Linked DNA regions of Mus musculus: all the other regions are linked to region 1. Evidence: chromatin contacts called from public HiChIP or PLAC-seq and promoter capture Hi-C data. All regions are on one chromosome and are shown on one strand. The core of a region is the stretch at or near the end of the contact, and the rest is flanking DNA. Distances in the headings are between cores, read along the strand shown.

The links. HiChIP or PLAC-seq counts read pairs in DNA pulled down with a chosen protein or histone mark. Capture Hi-C pulls out chosen DNA fragments and counts their contacts.
Region 2: a promoter capture Hi-C map of liver shows a contact between it and region 1, with 2.8 times the contacts expected there. The contact joins two enhancer-like sites. A contact is called at or near these places in 18 of 484 Hi-C or Micro-C datasets (LSK cells, cranial neural crest, embryonic fibroblasts and 10 more), 4 of 115 datasets of contacts at active chromatin or transcription factors (all in embryonic stem cells) and 4 of 9 other capture datasets (adipose tissue, embryonic stem cells, liver and 1 more).
Region 3: an H3K4me3 HiChIP or PLAC-seq map of embryonic stem cells shows a contact between it and region 1, with 10 read pairs. The contact joins the promoter of Tpmt here to the enhancer-like site in region 1. A contact is called at or near these places in 3 of 39 promoter capture datasets (embryonic stem cells and hippocampal neurons), 9 of 115 datasets of contacts at active chromatin or transcription factors (embryonic forebrain, embryonic stem cells, forebrain and 1 more) and 3 of 9 other capture datasets (adipose tissue, liver and pancreatic islet).

What each region holds. Positions count from the first base shown.
Region 1 is chr13:46,692,931-46,697,295 of GRCm38.p6, reverse strand. It overlaps Nup153 (nucleoporin 153), which reads left to right. Exons shown (of 22, transcript NM_175749.2): 15 at 528-650; 16 at 3,179-3,784. Among named protein-coding and RNA genes, the nearest start is that of Fam8a1, 26 kb to the right of the region's middle. Within about 2 kb of position 2,120, at least 23 of the 459 cell types and tissues checked have an H3K27ac peak or open chromatin away from gene starts, as enhancers often do. A contact at or near this core is called in embryonic stem cells and liver, where this site is marked.
Region 2 is chr13:47,075,585-47,079,949 of GRCm38.p6, reverse strand. It overlaps Kdm1b (lysine (K)-specific demethylase 1B), which reads right to left. Exons shown (of 21, transcript NM_172262.3): 17 at 2,451-2,567; 18 at 1,557-1,682; 19 at 651-767. Among named protein-coding and RNA genes, the nearest start is that of Dek, 28 kb to the left of the region's middle. Within about 2 kb of position 2,084, at least 3 of the 459 cell types and tissues checked have an H3K27ac peak or open chromatin away from gene starts, as enhancers often do. A contact at or near this core is called in liver, where this site is marked.
Region 3 is chr13:47,040,909-47,045,273 of GRCm38.p6, reverse strand. It overlaps Tpmt (thiopurine methyltransferase), which reads left to right and starts at 2,057. Exons shown (of 9, transcript NM_016785.2): 1 at 2,057-2,170; 2 at 3,695-3,875. The coding sequence starts at 3,751. Kdm1b (lysine (K)-specific demethylase 1B) reads right to left here and starts at 1,775. Exons shown (of 21, transcript NM_172262.3): 1 at 1,604-1,775.

The DNA of each region.
Region 1 (4,365 bases), core at 871-3,370:
CATTTGTCATCTGAATAGTGCTTTAGTTTATTTTCTAGAGAACTCATTTGTTGGGGAAACCCTGCTATTTAAGGTCACAGTCTATTATGTCCATATAGCTCCTCTGAACTCAGTGTAAAATGGAGTCCTTTTGCAGCAGGGTTTCTCTTCTCTGCTGACTTTACTGATGAGCCAGACCCCGCCACAGCCTCTACCTGAGGATGTCACATAGTTCTTGGTAAACCAACAATTCAACTTCCCCTTTCCTCATAAGAACCTGCCCAGCAAGTACTGAGATTCCTGGAATGCCTCTCAATGCAAACCTGGCATTCACTGAGAGAGAAAGGTGAACAGGAAGCCACACTCATTGGCTGACAGTTGTTGACTCAGTTCCCTATTTTCTGTGGGGGTTGGAGAAGGAATGCACAATGTAAGAGTGTTTTTATCTTTTGCAGTGGCAGATTAACTGCGCTTTGTTACTTGTCCATTATTTTAGAGTTTTAGAAACTGATCAAAAAGTTATCTCTTTTATAATTTAAAAATTACAGCCCAAGATATCACTGCAGTGAATAGTTCAAGCTATAAGAAGCGAAGTGCTCCTTGTGAGGACCCCTTTACACCTGCAAAGATCCTGAGAGAAGGAAGTGTTCTAGACATTCTGAAAACACCTGGTAAGTGAACAGCTGCCCTTGTGATAGTGAAAGCTTCTATTGTAAACTCATGTAGTCATAAATGTTGCTACAATATACATTTAAATATGCAAATAAATACAAACGGGAAAGTGACTCTTGAATGTAGATATAATGTGATATAAATTCTTTTATGAGAGCTATCTTAGAAATCTTCATTTCTTTGTCATTCAAGGATTGCATTAATTGACAAATCTATCTCAAGAGGTGAATATAGAACATGATTCACTTTTACTGTCTTTTATTGTCATGCCTTTCACTGATAGGATCATTGAACTACCACCATCTCACATTTTCCTCCAGTTTTAATATGTACCACTAGGCTAAGTTAGCTTAAGTGTAGCATATTTGAAGGATAGTAGTGCAGTATTTGTCTTATTTATTTATTTATTTATTTATTTATTTATTTATTTATTTATTTAAATTAGGGTGGTGGTGGTCAGGTGTTCTGTGTAGCCTTAGTCTTCCTGGAGTTTGCTATCTAAACAGGCTGACTTTGAACTCATCCTGCCTCTGCCCCCTGAGCATTAAAGGTGTGTGTCACCACCACTCAGCATGATCAAAGTTTTTTATGTACTCAGGTGTAGTATACTTTGACACATCTCTTAAAAAATCTGTAATAATCCGGTTAGAGTAACATGTAACAAACTTGAAGAGGATGACTAGAAATTAAGTAGGGATACATTTTCAATTTGAATCAGAAGAGAATGTTCATAGTTTGAATTATAATGAATAGTTTGAATTATAATGAATAGTTCTGAATATCAAGTTGTTTATAAGCTAACCTAATAGACCTCATAGCAGATTTACTCAGCAGATGTGTTCAGTATACACTGGGTTAAGGTTTAAAATATAACCTTATTGGCTTCTTTAACAAGGTCCAAAGGGTTAGGTGGTTTGGTCTTAGTTTCTTCCCTTTAGAGATAGTAAGTACATGCTGCTTACACAGGAGCTGTAACTAAACTCCAAAGTACATGGACTAGAATTACCAATTAGCAGGTGGGGCCATTCATTTATTTGGAGACAGGGTTTCTCTTTTAACTTTGACTGTCCTGGGATTCACTCTGTAGAATCCCGCCTCTGCCTCCCAAGTACCACCTCCCAGCAATCTTGTTAACTTTAAACAGAAAAAAAAATAGACTTCATTTGCATGGAATTTGGAAAATCTGACAATGGAAGGAAAAGAACCCTTCAGTGGCTCCCAGGGAACATTGCTTTTGGGATTATGCCAGCCTGACTGATAGGGAACTGCTAATAATCATGAGCAGCATATGAAAGCTCATGGCTTGTTGTCCCTTTAAGCTAAAAGTAATTCACTGAATTCTTTGATTTATTATTATTTCTTATTTTTTGAATAAAGGTTCTAACTGTAACCCTGGCTGGCCTGGAAGCTCAGTGTTATGTTAATTAAGCAGTTCTTAAACAATGGTCTGCCTGTTTTGCCTCCTGAGTGTTAGGATTAAAGGAGTGCCCTCCTATGCCTAGCTGGAAAATATATTGACAACACCAGAAAGACTATACCAGTTTCTTTTCTGTGGTACTAAAGGCTGGAGAACCAGATTCCTGATGGTGTTGGTGTATATTATATGGAATGTAGCTTGTTTCAAATAAAGACGTTTCCTAGGCATTGAGTCAGTAGTACATTGAGTTTAATTAGACTCCCTACTTCCACACCATAGTTCCATGTGAATATTTTTGTTAAAATAAACCTTCAGTTTTTACAAAATTCGAGAAGTACTCCAAAGTGTGGTATTGATGACAGATGTATTTGACTTGGGTTTTTGTCACTAAAATTCCTCCTTTGTGAGGACAGACAGGGTCTTTATTTTTTGACAGACAGGGTCTTAATCACTTAGTTTTTAGGCATGTCTAGAGGGTTTGCCACATTTTTGTTGGGAATTTATTATCAAACTATGCAGTTTTAAAGCTTACTAATTAAAGCTAATCCTTGATCTAGGCTTAGGTGGTATACACTTAAGAGATTGAGGCAAGTGGTGATGAACTCAAGGTTGACCTCAGCTAGCTAGTAAATATCCAATCCTGGAGAGATGGCGGAGATATACATCAAACAATTAATGCCTGTTTTACACTGGCCTTCAGCCAGACTTAATGTAGAAGATAACAGTGGATTTTGACTAGGCAGTACTTAATGATCATAGATATTAAAGTCATTTGACATAGCAGTGGGAATACCTGGAAGAGAGAATGGATGAGGAGGAAGACATGAGTATTAAGCTCATTGTGTAGGGAGGCAGAATAAAGTGTGGATTAGCAGTGGTGTCTGACAGTAAATTAGAGAAAGGGATGTGTTATGTGAAGATGACCTGTTTCTATATTTATAGAATTTTAATTGTATAGGTTAATTTTAAAAGAACATTAACCATTCTCAGATTGTATTAACCCTTGATAATAATGTAAACCCCCACCCCACCCCATAATGTTGTAGTTAATGATTTGATTAGCTTCACTTCTTTGTTTTAAAGGAACATTCTTTTCTTTCTTCACTGTAGGTTTCGCATCACCAAAGGTTGATTCTCCTGCTCTTCAACCCACTACCACAAGCTCAATAGTTTATACAAGACCAGCAATAAGTACTTTTTCTTCTAGTGGAATTGAGTATGGAGAAAGTTTAAAAGCTGGATCATCATGGCAGTGTGACACATGTCTCCTCCAGAACAAAGTCACAGACAATAAGTGTATAGCCTGCCAAGCAGCAAAACTGCCCCTGAAAGAAACTGCTAAACAGACTGGGACTGGGACACCAAGCAAAAGTGACAAACCAGCCTCTACATCAGGGACAGGCTTTGGAGATAAATTTAAACCAGCAATAGGAACTTGGGATTGTGATACCTGTTTAGTGCAAAATAAGCCCGAAGCAGTAAAATGTGTAGCCTGTGAGACACCTAAGCCTGGCACTGGTGTGAAGCGAGCCCTTACATTGACAGTGGCTTCAGAAAGTCCTGTGACTGCTTCCTCTTCTACCACTGTGACAACTGGTACACTAGGATTTGGAGATAAATTCAAAAGGCCTGTGGGCTCTTGGGAGTGTCCAGTCTGCTGTGTTTGTAATAAGGCAGAAGACAACAGATGTGTTTCCTGTACATCTGAGAAACCAGGTACGTTTTATGTCTATATGAAATAGTTTTACTCATTACTTTGGTAGAACATTTAACTATGAAACGGCTAAGAGGAATCCTGGTGTTTTTTTTAAATGGCTCCAGATGAACATTTTCTTATGTCTTAATTTTTAAAAAAACTATCTTGTGATTTACAGCTCTTGATTAGACTTAAGACTTACTTGTTCTCTTAGACTAGGTTGTGAACTAATTCTATGTCTTCTTTTTCTGTGTAGTGTTAGAATTATTTTTGTGATAATTAATATTAACAAATGAAGTGCTGAAAGCTTGCAGTGGTTCAGCCTTTCTCAGGCTTTCATACTGTGTCTCCTTTTGTCTATGTAGAAATGATGGTGGTTATTTACAGGGGGTTCTTTAAGGCGTAGGCACTCATGCTTTAAGCTAGTGTCTGTTTCTGAGGATTATTGGTGCCATCTGTAGCCATGTGCTGTCCACCAGATTGTTAATGACTATATACATACATACATACATACATACATACATACATACATACATACAATTAATTTTTGGTGAAAAACTCTTAACTTGGTTACAAAAATGGAATTTGGATTAAAATTTTT
Region 2 (4,365 bases), core at 835-3,334, 380 kb before region 1:
TGAAATAGATTTAGCTTTCGAGTTATTCTGCTTCTATTTCTACTCTTAGAAAAAGACATGTCAAAGCTACTTCCAGATCTCCAAAGAATGAAAACTAAGGTACTTTTTGAGCCCCTTGTAGGAGCCCCTTGTATATGTGGTGCACTAGAAAACTTTAGAAAGCATTTCTCTTTAAAAGAAATGTTAGCGGCTGCCCAGTGTATTTAAAGGGCCTTTTACAGTCTTAAGAAAGGAAAACAAGTGTGAGGAGGAGGGAGGAAGGAGGAAGAGGAGAAGTGATGACAGTTGTAGCCCCTCAAAGACCCAAGTTCAAGTACTAACCCATCAGAATGGGCCTTGGAGACGTGAGTCTTTAATGGGTAACTGAATTACAGTGGGGATGGTAGAGAAGGCCTAATTCAGTGTGACCATGCATGTCTTTAGAATACAGAAGGAAAAGCATTCAAGGATATCGATTATCTACAACAGGACTCCAACAGAGACCAACTCTAGACACCTTGAGTTGGCAGAACTAAGTCTCAGCACCTGTGCGGTGGCATTTGGCTGTGGCCTGATACTAAGGTGGAGAAAGGGAAACTTTAAGGAGGAACGATGTGGCCTCCTGCCTTGACCCCTCTGTGTTCCCCAATGCAGATGGCTTCCAGTCTCACCTGCTCCTTGAACAGCTCCCGAAGGATGCCCATGCACTGCTGCAGCACCTGCTTGTCATCCATGGTCCTGAGGGACGCCACTGCCTCCCCTGTGATCACCGACATCAGCACACTCTGCTGCTTTTGCAAGCACACAGGGAAAAGCACAGGACACTTGCTCTAAATGCCCAGTTCCACAGACAAGGGCCTCATTCTCCTAAGCTCATTTCACTCCATTCCACTGTTCTTTCTCTTCACTTCTGTCCCCATCAGTTCTCCGCATGCACACTACTTACCCTCCCACACACTCTACCGCCCCCTTCTGGAAAGAAGAAAACACTCATGAAATAACATGTCAGATTCAAGGTTCCCTCCCTTGGCTATTTATGAAATTGGGTAAGAAGCAACAGAAAGATGGAGAAAAATCTGCAGGGATAATTAAACCTTCCCATCGCTTCCATGTGAGACCCCCCTTAAGTCATTTCCCCAACGTGAGGAAGAGCAGGAAATAGCGGCCAAGTTCCTCTGTTGGCGGCACAGCTGCAGGGCAGCTTCTCATGGCTTTGTACTCCTGGGGCTCCTCCACCTCTCTCACACAGCTACCTCCCATCAGTCCGCACCTGAACCTCCTGTATCCAGCCTTCTAGCTCAGTAGAGACAATAGTTAAGAAGTCTGGTCCACTCTTGCTGACCGTACCTGAGCAATTCACTTTCAACCTGAACTAAGGTTTCTGGAGCACTGAGTCATACCCCAGGACAGAACTGGTACTTCTGAGAAAGCCAGGCAAGAACTAGGACTCCTCCGTAGGAAATGCCCCAGTCAAGGCACTGTCCCTACATACCATGAATTGACACAATCTTCATTCCCTCCTGAGCATGGCACATAACACCCACCCCTAACCCTCAAACCACACCACAGAATTTTACCTGAGAGTCCATGTCATAGAATACAGCGAAGAGGCCTCGTTGGCTGGCACTGGGAGGAACATGGCCAAAAAAGTCAGCTCCTTGAACTTTACTGTCCCAAAATCTATATGGAAACTGCAAGGCAATCTGGAAAGTGAGCAGAGAAATGGCTAAGCACACTCTGTCAGTCACAGGCCATCTCTAAATGCAACCTACCCTGTGTGTCTACTCAAACAATCCCGCCTGCTTCAGAACTGCCCGTGCTTCCCACCTCAGCAGTTCTTGGAGCTTCTTACTTACCCACAAGTTCCATGCCACTAAAGAGGCTTTCCAATACCTATGGCATTGCTAAAGGAGACCACAAAGGCTAGAAGAACAAACCACTGGGCTCCCTGGGAGGGAGGACAGCCATGGAAGCAGAACAAACTAAGGGCCACCTTAGCAAAGCCAGACTCAGCTAAGCAGACTCATGCCCCTGCTGGGCACTACCGTGCTGATCATCTCAGCACTAGATAGGTGGAGGCAGGAAAACAAGGACTTCAAGTCTACCCCTAGGCTACATAGTCTGAAAGCAGTCTAGGGTCCATGAGGCCCTCTCTGAGGGTTAGAGAGAGCTGACTAGGAGGCTCCTAGAAGTCAAAACGGAATCTAGTTGGCTTTTTTTTTATCCAAATTACATCAGAATTTTTAAAAACTAGGGCTGAACTTTTTCTTAATATCTTTTTTCCCCATTTTTTTAATGGACTGAATTGGATATCTGACAGCTCATACATGTATAGAGTACACTCTGTTTTACACTCTGTTTTATTCTTGCTCCCCTTTGTTTGCCTAATTGTACAACAGGTCCTTATCCAAACAAAACTATCAGCCAGCACTGATCTCTGAACTCTGAGGCTAAGGGGAAACTTAGGTCACCTTTTCAATGATGCCTGCACCCAAGCTGTTGATGGCTTTCATCTTCTTTTCTGACAATGGTGGATTAAACTGGATGGCACCTCTCTGTAGTATGGCCAATGGCACAGTGACTAACACCTGTGGGAAACAATGAACAGGTAACACACACAGCAGCAGGAATTACCCACACTTCCCAGGGGCTCATACCAGCCCTGACTATCTATTTCTTCTCTGCTTGCAGTCGTAAAACCGTCAGCACTCCACTTCATGGTCTGCAATCTCTGAGGGACCACTCAGGATGTTCACTGCACAAGAGTGTCTGGGTACGTGGATGTTGGATCTACACAGGAATGCACATACAGACCCTTCCTGGTGGCTAATAAGAGTGCTGTGTCAGGAGGGTAGCAGACTTTAGCTCTAAAAAGCAGTGCTATGTATGGAAATGCCCAGCCAAGCAGGATGGTGAACATCTGTGATCCCGGCACTCCAGAGATGGAGACAAGATGATCCTGCCAGCCTGGACTACATTACAAGTTCTAGGTCAATCAGATATACAGTGAGATCTTGTCTGCCAAAACTGAAGACAGACAGGGAGGGAGGAGAGCCCGACATTCTCACAGCTTGTTCTGTCCTTTTCAAGACCATCCCTGTCAACGGCCTATAGCAGAAAGGAAATACCTGCCTTCACTAATCTCAGGCTCAGAGTAATACTTAAAACTAGGAGGCAACGATATGCTCCAAAACCGATTAAGCAAGTCACAAGTTACTGGGGTTATAGCTACAGAACCACATGCGAACCTTTAAAGCAGAAAGGGCTTTACTACAAGGGGTTCCAGGTGGTCCTAAAGGTCAAACTGAACTCTTTAAAGACTCGGCAGGGTGTGGCAGCACAGGCCTATAATACAAGCACTTAGATGGCTAAAACGACCTATGGGCACTGCGGGAAAAGGATCCATGAGGCCACCTAATAAAACCAAGCCATCAAGGAGAACTGTTGGGTCTCACCTTACTGTTCAGAAAGTTCTAGTTCTAGAACCATGGCTCAATCAAGAAGTTATTACTGCTAACTCATCACCAGAATCACCCCACATATACAAAGACTTGCACCAGCAGAACAGGTAACGCCTGCCTTGCCCCCGGGCTTCCTGGGATCTCTGCTACCCCTGCTACAGCACAAGCAGGGGCCTTGACCACTGTGCTGTGGGCAGAGGCAGCAGCAGAGGGGCAAAGTCAGGCGGGCTACACTTCCTAGACTCGTGTACAACTGCTTGGGAAAACCGCAGTGGCAAGGGAGCTCTGTGGGGAGAGGGAAGGAGGGAAATCTGTCTGTCTGCCTTTCAGTATCTCAGGACTAGATGACACAGAATGCAGGCGGAATGCAGCTCAACTCTAAAACGTCCTATCTGCTCTCGTCTTCAAGCACTTCCTCCATATGATTGGTTTAACCACCGATTCCGGAAGCAAAGCAAGCCCAGAGTTGTTCTGGGAATTTTGTCACTGTTTTCTGATGCCCCAAAGTCTCAAATTATAAAGCGTCTTCTCTCCTAAAGTTTACAGTTGTTCACATGTGGGCAGCATCCACGTGACCAAGGCAGTTGTTAGCAACAGCTGACTCAACTCCTAAGCAAGAAGTTAAACCTACAAGTCTCCCTAGCAAAGTACAAGCGCTTGAGTAAGCCACCAGTCCCGTGGTATAAACACACCCTGGTGGACAATGAGGCTCAGTCTCTGCAGAAGCAGCTGAGAGCAAGTTACAGTCTGTCACAGGTTTCTACCTCCCCACCTGGGCTGGAAAGCTTTCGCTCACATCTTGGAGAAGACGTCCAACACAAACTGTGATGAGTGCTAGCCGCCCAATAAAAATATTTGGGTAGTTTGTAGCTATGCCCTGATTCAGCTGGAAGGCCTAGGTACAAGGACTCAGGAGTGCCATACA
Region 3 (4,365 bases), core at 808-3,307, 350 kb before region 1:
CGGTGGAGGCAGCATTACTTGTAAGAACAGGACAAACTACTAGAAACTTCTCTGTTAATGAAAGAAACTGAAATCTCCATGGGTCATTTAAAATAGGCAAGCTGAGTGCGTCATATTCCCAAGATAAACTGAGTTACGGAAATACAGACCCAGTGCTATAATTTAATATTCAACACCCAACCCAATAATTCAATTCTTAATTCCCTATTGCCCTGCGTCTTTTCTCAACTGTTCCCCGTGTGGAAGACAATTATTGACGAGAGAATTTTCTCACATACCCTCTGAAGAAAACCTCCGAAAGGATTCCACAATATATTGTGTAAGCATTCAAAGCAGATGTGGTTGGTGGCTTTGTATTTGCTGCAGAAAGGCTGGGGCAGAAGGATTGCTTTGAGTTGGGAGGCTGAAGACTAACCAACGCTTTTTGAGCTGTGCCTGGGTTAAGAAAGGGATTCCCCACACCTGGCGTGGTCTGCTGCTTGCTCGAGAACTTGGGCCTCGGTGGCTGGGTTCCAGATCACTCAACCCCAACTTTCTGCAGCTGGGCCTGCTTCTCTTACAGGCCAGCTGCGCCGACTATCAGCCATATGGACCGGGACCTGGTGGTGTGCAATCCCAAGGAAGGCTTGCTTGAGCCCTCATCAGCGGCCCTCGCGGCAGATGCCCAAGGTATCCGCTACACCAGCGAACCTGACGGCGCCTCGCTGCCCAAGGTGGGGATCGCAACCTGGGATCCCTCCTCCTGGCCGCGGTGCTCCCACTGCCCCACACAGGAGCCCAGCGTGGGGTTTCTCCTCACCACCACAGAGCGGGAAGGGAAGCCTGGGCCCCTCCTACCAAGCTTTGGGGATTCCCGACCACCCTGAGTGGGGAAGGCAGTCTGGTGTCCCCCCTCCTGGCTGCGGGGTTTCCACGTCCCTGGTGGGAGCACAGTATAGGGTCCCTCCTTTTGGCTACGGGGTTCCCTGGTCCGCAAGTGGGACCGCAGCCTAGGGTCTCTCTTCGCGACTGGCGGGGGGTGGTTTCCACGGCCCCGAGTGGGAGCCCAGAGTGGGGTTCCCTCCTTTGGGCTAAGAGATTCCTACAGTGGGGTAACTCCTCTACGTTAAGGGGCTCCTACAGCTCCGGGTGGGAGCAGAGAAAGGGGTCCTGCCTCCATGTAGATGGGTTCCCTACAGCGCTGGGTGGAATCCCAGAGTAAGACCCCTCCTCCAGGCTGCGGGGTTCCCATAGCCCAGAGTGGAAATCCAGACTGGGGTCCTGTCCACCCGGTCCGCAGCTGGTGCCGGCGCCAGAGTGCCAGGTGCAGCCGCCGCCCAACTCACCTCCGCCCGGCCGAGGCGCAAGCAGCTCCCTGCAGGGTTCCAAGAGAGCGACGAGTGGGAAAGCCCGCGGCGCCGCAACCCCGCAGCCCAGCGCGGGAAGCCCCGGCTTGCACAGGGTCCCCCACGCCACCCCTTCCAAACGCGGGACGCCGGGGAGCCCCGGGGAACGCGCGCGCCTCCAGACCAGGCTCAACACACAGCCGGCCGCTTTGTGCGGAGCTGTCACCCGAAGCCCGCCGCCACCCCCAAGCGCGCCCGCGTGAGGCTCGAGTCCCTACCTCAGAGCGCTGGCCAGGGGGCGAATGCTGCCCTGGGCTGCACCGGGCTGCACCGGACGGCCTGATCCGCACTGCCAGCTGCAGCAGCTCGGCCGCCGCCGCTTCCGCCCCTATCACGCCGTGACCCGGAGTGGGAGGAGCGCACAGGCCCAGGGAGCAGGAGGGTCCCGGCGCTCGCCCCGCCCCGATGATTTCCGCCACTGCGCAATCTCGGCAGCTGCTAAGGGCGGGGCCCTACGCGTTCTGGGCGGAGACCTTGCTTCGGGGCGGGGCTTAGGTTTGAAGGTGGGGCCTGGGCGGCCTGGGTGGGGTCACAGGGTCCTGGGAGGGGCCTGCGCGCCCTGGGCGTGGTCTGCACGCTGGGCGGAGCCTGCGTGTCCTGGGCAGAGTTCTCACGCCCCGGGCAGGGCCTATAGGACCGGAGCCTGGATAATCTTTTCCGGGGTGGGATCAGACCACATTGGGCGGGGCCTTCGCCCCTGGGGCGGGGCCTGTGAGTCCTTGCACAGCTCCCGGCTTACAAAGGCGGGCTAGTGTCTGAGAGGTAAGCAGCTAGCTGCAGCCAAGGTAAGTAAGTTCTCAACCGGTAGTAAAGGCGGTCATCTGCTAAGACTGTGTGAGCCTGTTACAGCGTTTTTTCAGAATGGGGCTCCCGAAAAGCATGGATGACCCAGCTACTTGAGTCCCGAAAAGGGGTTCCGATAACCGCAGCAAAAACTGGGAATAAATGATCAGACTAGAAATGCTTTGAGTCCGATGTATTAAGTAGCCCCTTGCTTAGTGGTGTGTTTCAGATAACAATGTCCACGTGTAAAATACTGAGCCATCCTGGAGATTTGTGGACTTCAGTGAAGTTAGCTTTTCAGTTTAATGAAATTCAAAAATAAAACTAAAGCAGAACCCAAGCATTGTTGTGTACGAGGAAGCTGAGGCAGGAGGATCAGGGCGAGCTAGAGGTCAGCCTGTACTATATAGTGAGTTCTAGATAGACCCTCTGTTAAAAATGAAAAAAAAAAATCCTAGGCAGAAAAAGATGTTTTTTAGGTAGGCATATTGGACGTAAACGTTTGTTAGTGGGAGTTATTGCGGATCTGTCTTTTCTCAACCTTGTACTTTGCACCTTTATTGTTTTTAGAATTTTTTTTTTTCTCAAAAAATGATCAGTGAGCACCACTCTGAGGCGCTGTTACAACAGCTAAGTGGTTGTGTTTAACAGCCCCAGCTTCGGTGAGGTAGAGCTGGGTGGGCTAAAGATCTTTCTTCTGTGTTCAGGAGAGCCCTTGTTTCTGTAGGGCACCTTTGGGCATCACAGCTTCTGATAGAGAGTGGAGATGGGAGGAGAGCGATTCTCTTGCTTTTCTGTATCCACAATAATCCCATACTTCCCTCCGACCTCTCAGAATGCTGGACTCTGCCCCCTGACATGAGCATCAGGGAAAAGCCTTTTGTTAGCAAATACTTGGCTGTGAAGTGCATTTCCGTTCCCAGAGTTGATGGGGATGGTCCTTCTTTAATCCTAAGCACAGAAGCTAAATCATGCAACAACAGGACATTTCCTTACATTACTGCCTTTGTGACATGTTTGCTGGTTCACAGATTCAAGACATATGATCACCAATGATTTAAAGGGCAGGTTGGAACTGTGGAATTTTTTTTTAGTTTTTTTTTTTTTTTCCTTATATGAACGAATGTCTTGCCTGTATTGGATCCACTGCAACGGGGTTACAGACAGCCACGAGACACCTTGTGGTTTCTGGGAATTGCACTGGGTTCTTTTCAAGAACAACAAGTACTCTTAACTACTGCTGGGATTGAAGGCATGCTGCCATTCATATCTTATTTGTTTTTGAGAGAGTCCTGCTACGTAGCCCTGGATGGCCTGGAATCTACTATATAGATCATGTCGGCCTGGAATTTGCAATAACCCTCTTGCCTCTATCTCCCAAGTACTGGGGGCATGTGACGACTCTCCTGTCTTTAATGCTGATATGTGTTTTTAAAGCTATTGCCCTAGGTAGAGGGTTTTGTAGCGTTCATTAATAGAATCACAATGTTCCTGAATGACATCATTGTAGATGTCTTTCCACTTAGGCACTGGAGACACCAACCTCAGAGACAAAAATTGTCTACAACCCGTGGATGGTACCATGTCCCTTGATATGAAAGAGCACCCTGATGCTGAGGTACAAAAGAACCAAGTACTAACCCTGGAAGACTGGAAAGAGAAGTGGGTGACCCGTCACATCTCATTCCATCAGGAGCAAGGGCATCAGTAAGACATGTTTGGTCTCTGGCAGAGAAATGCTTTAATCAGAAACTGACTCTAGCGGGTGTGTACCTTGGTGGGTAGAGAGACCTTAGCATGAAGGAAGGTCTTGGTTTGTTCTGCAACACTGAACAAAACTGGGCGCAGTGGCATATGCATGTAATATCAGCGTTTGAGAGATGGAAACAAAAGCATTAGAAATTGAAGCTGCATAAGTGAGTTTGAGGCCAGTGCTAAGCTCCAGGGAGAGAGAGAGGAAAGAAGAAAAAAGAAACTGACTTTGAAATAAAAGTAACACACAAATACATTATTGCATTTCTTTTCAGACACACTGTCATCTCATATCGTTAGGGAATCACAAAGCACCCATAGCACATCATACTTTGATTTCTCTCAGTGTGCAATAATCTGATTTACAGATATATGAAATATATCTTCTTCTTAAAGCTCACCCTCACTTTGTTCACGTTGGTCACAGGTGCTTATACATGCAGCA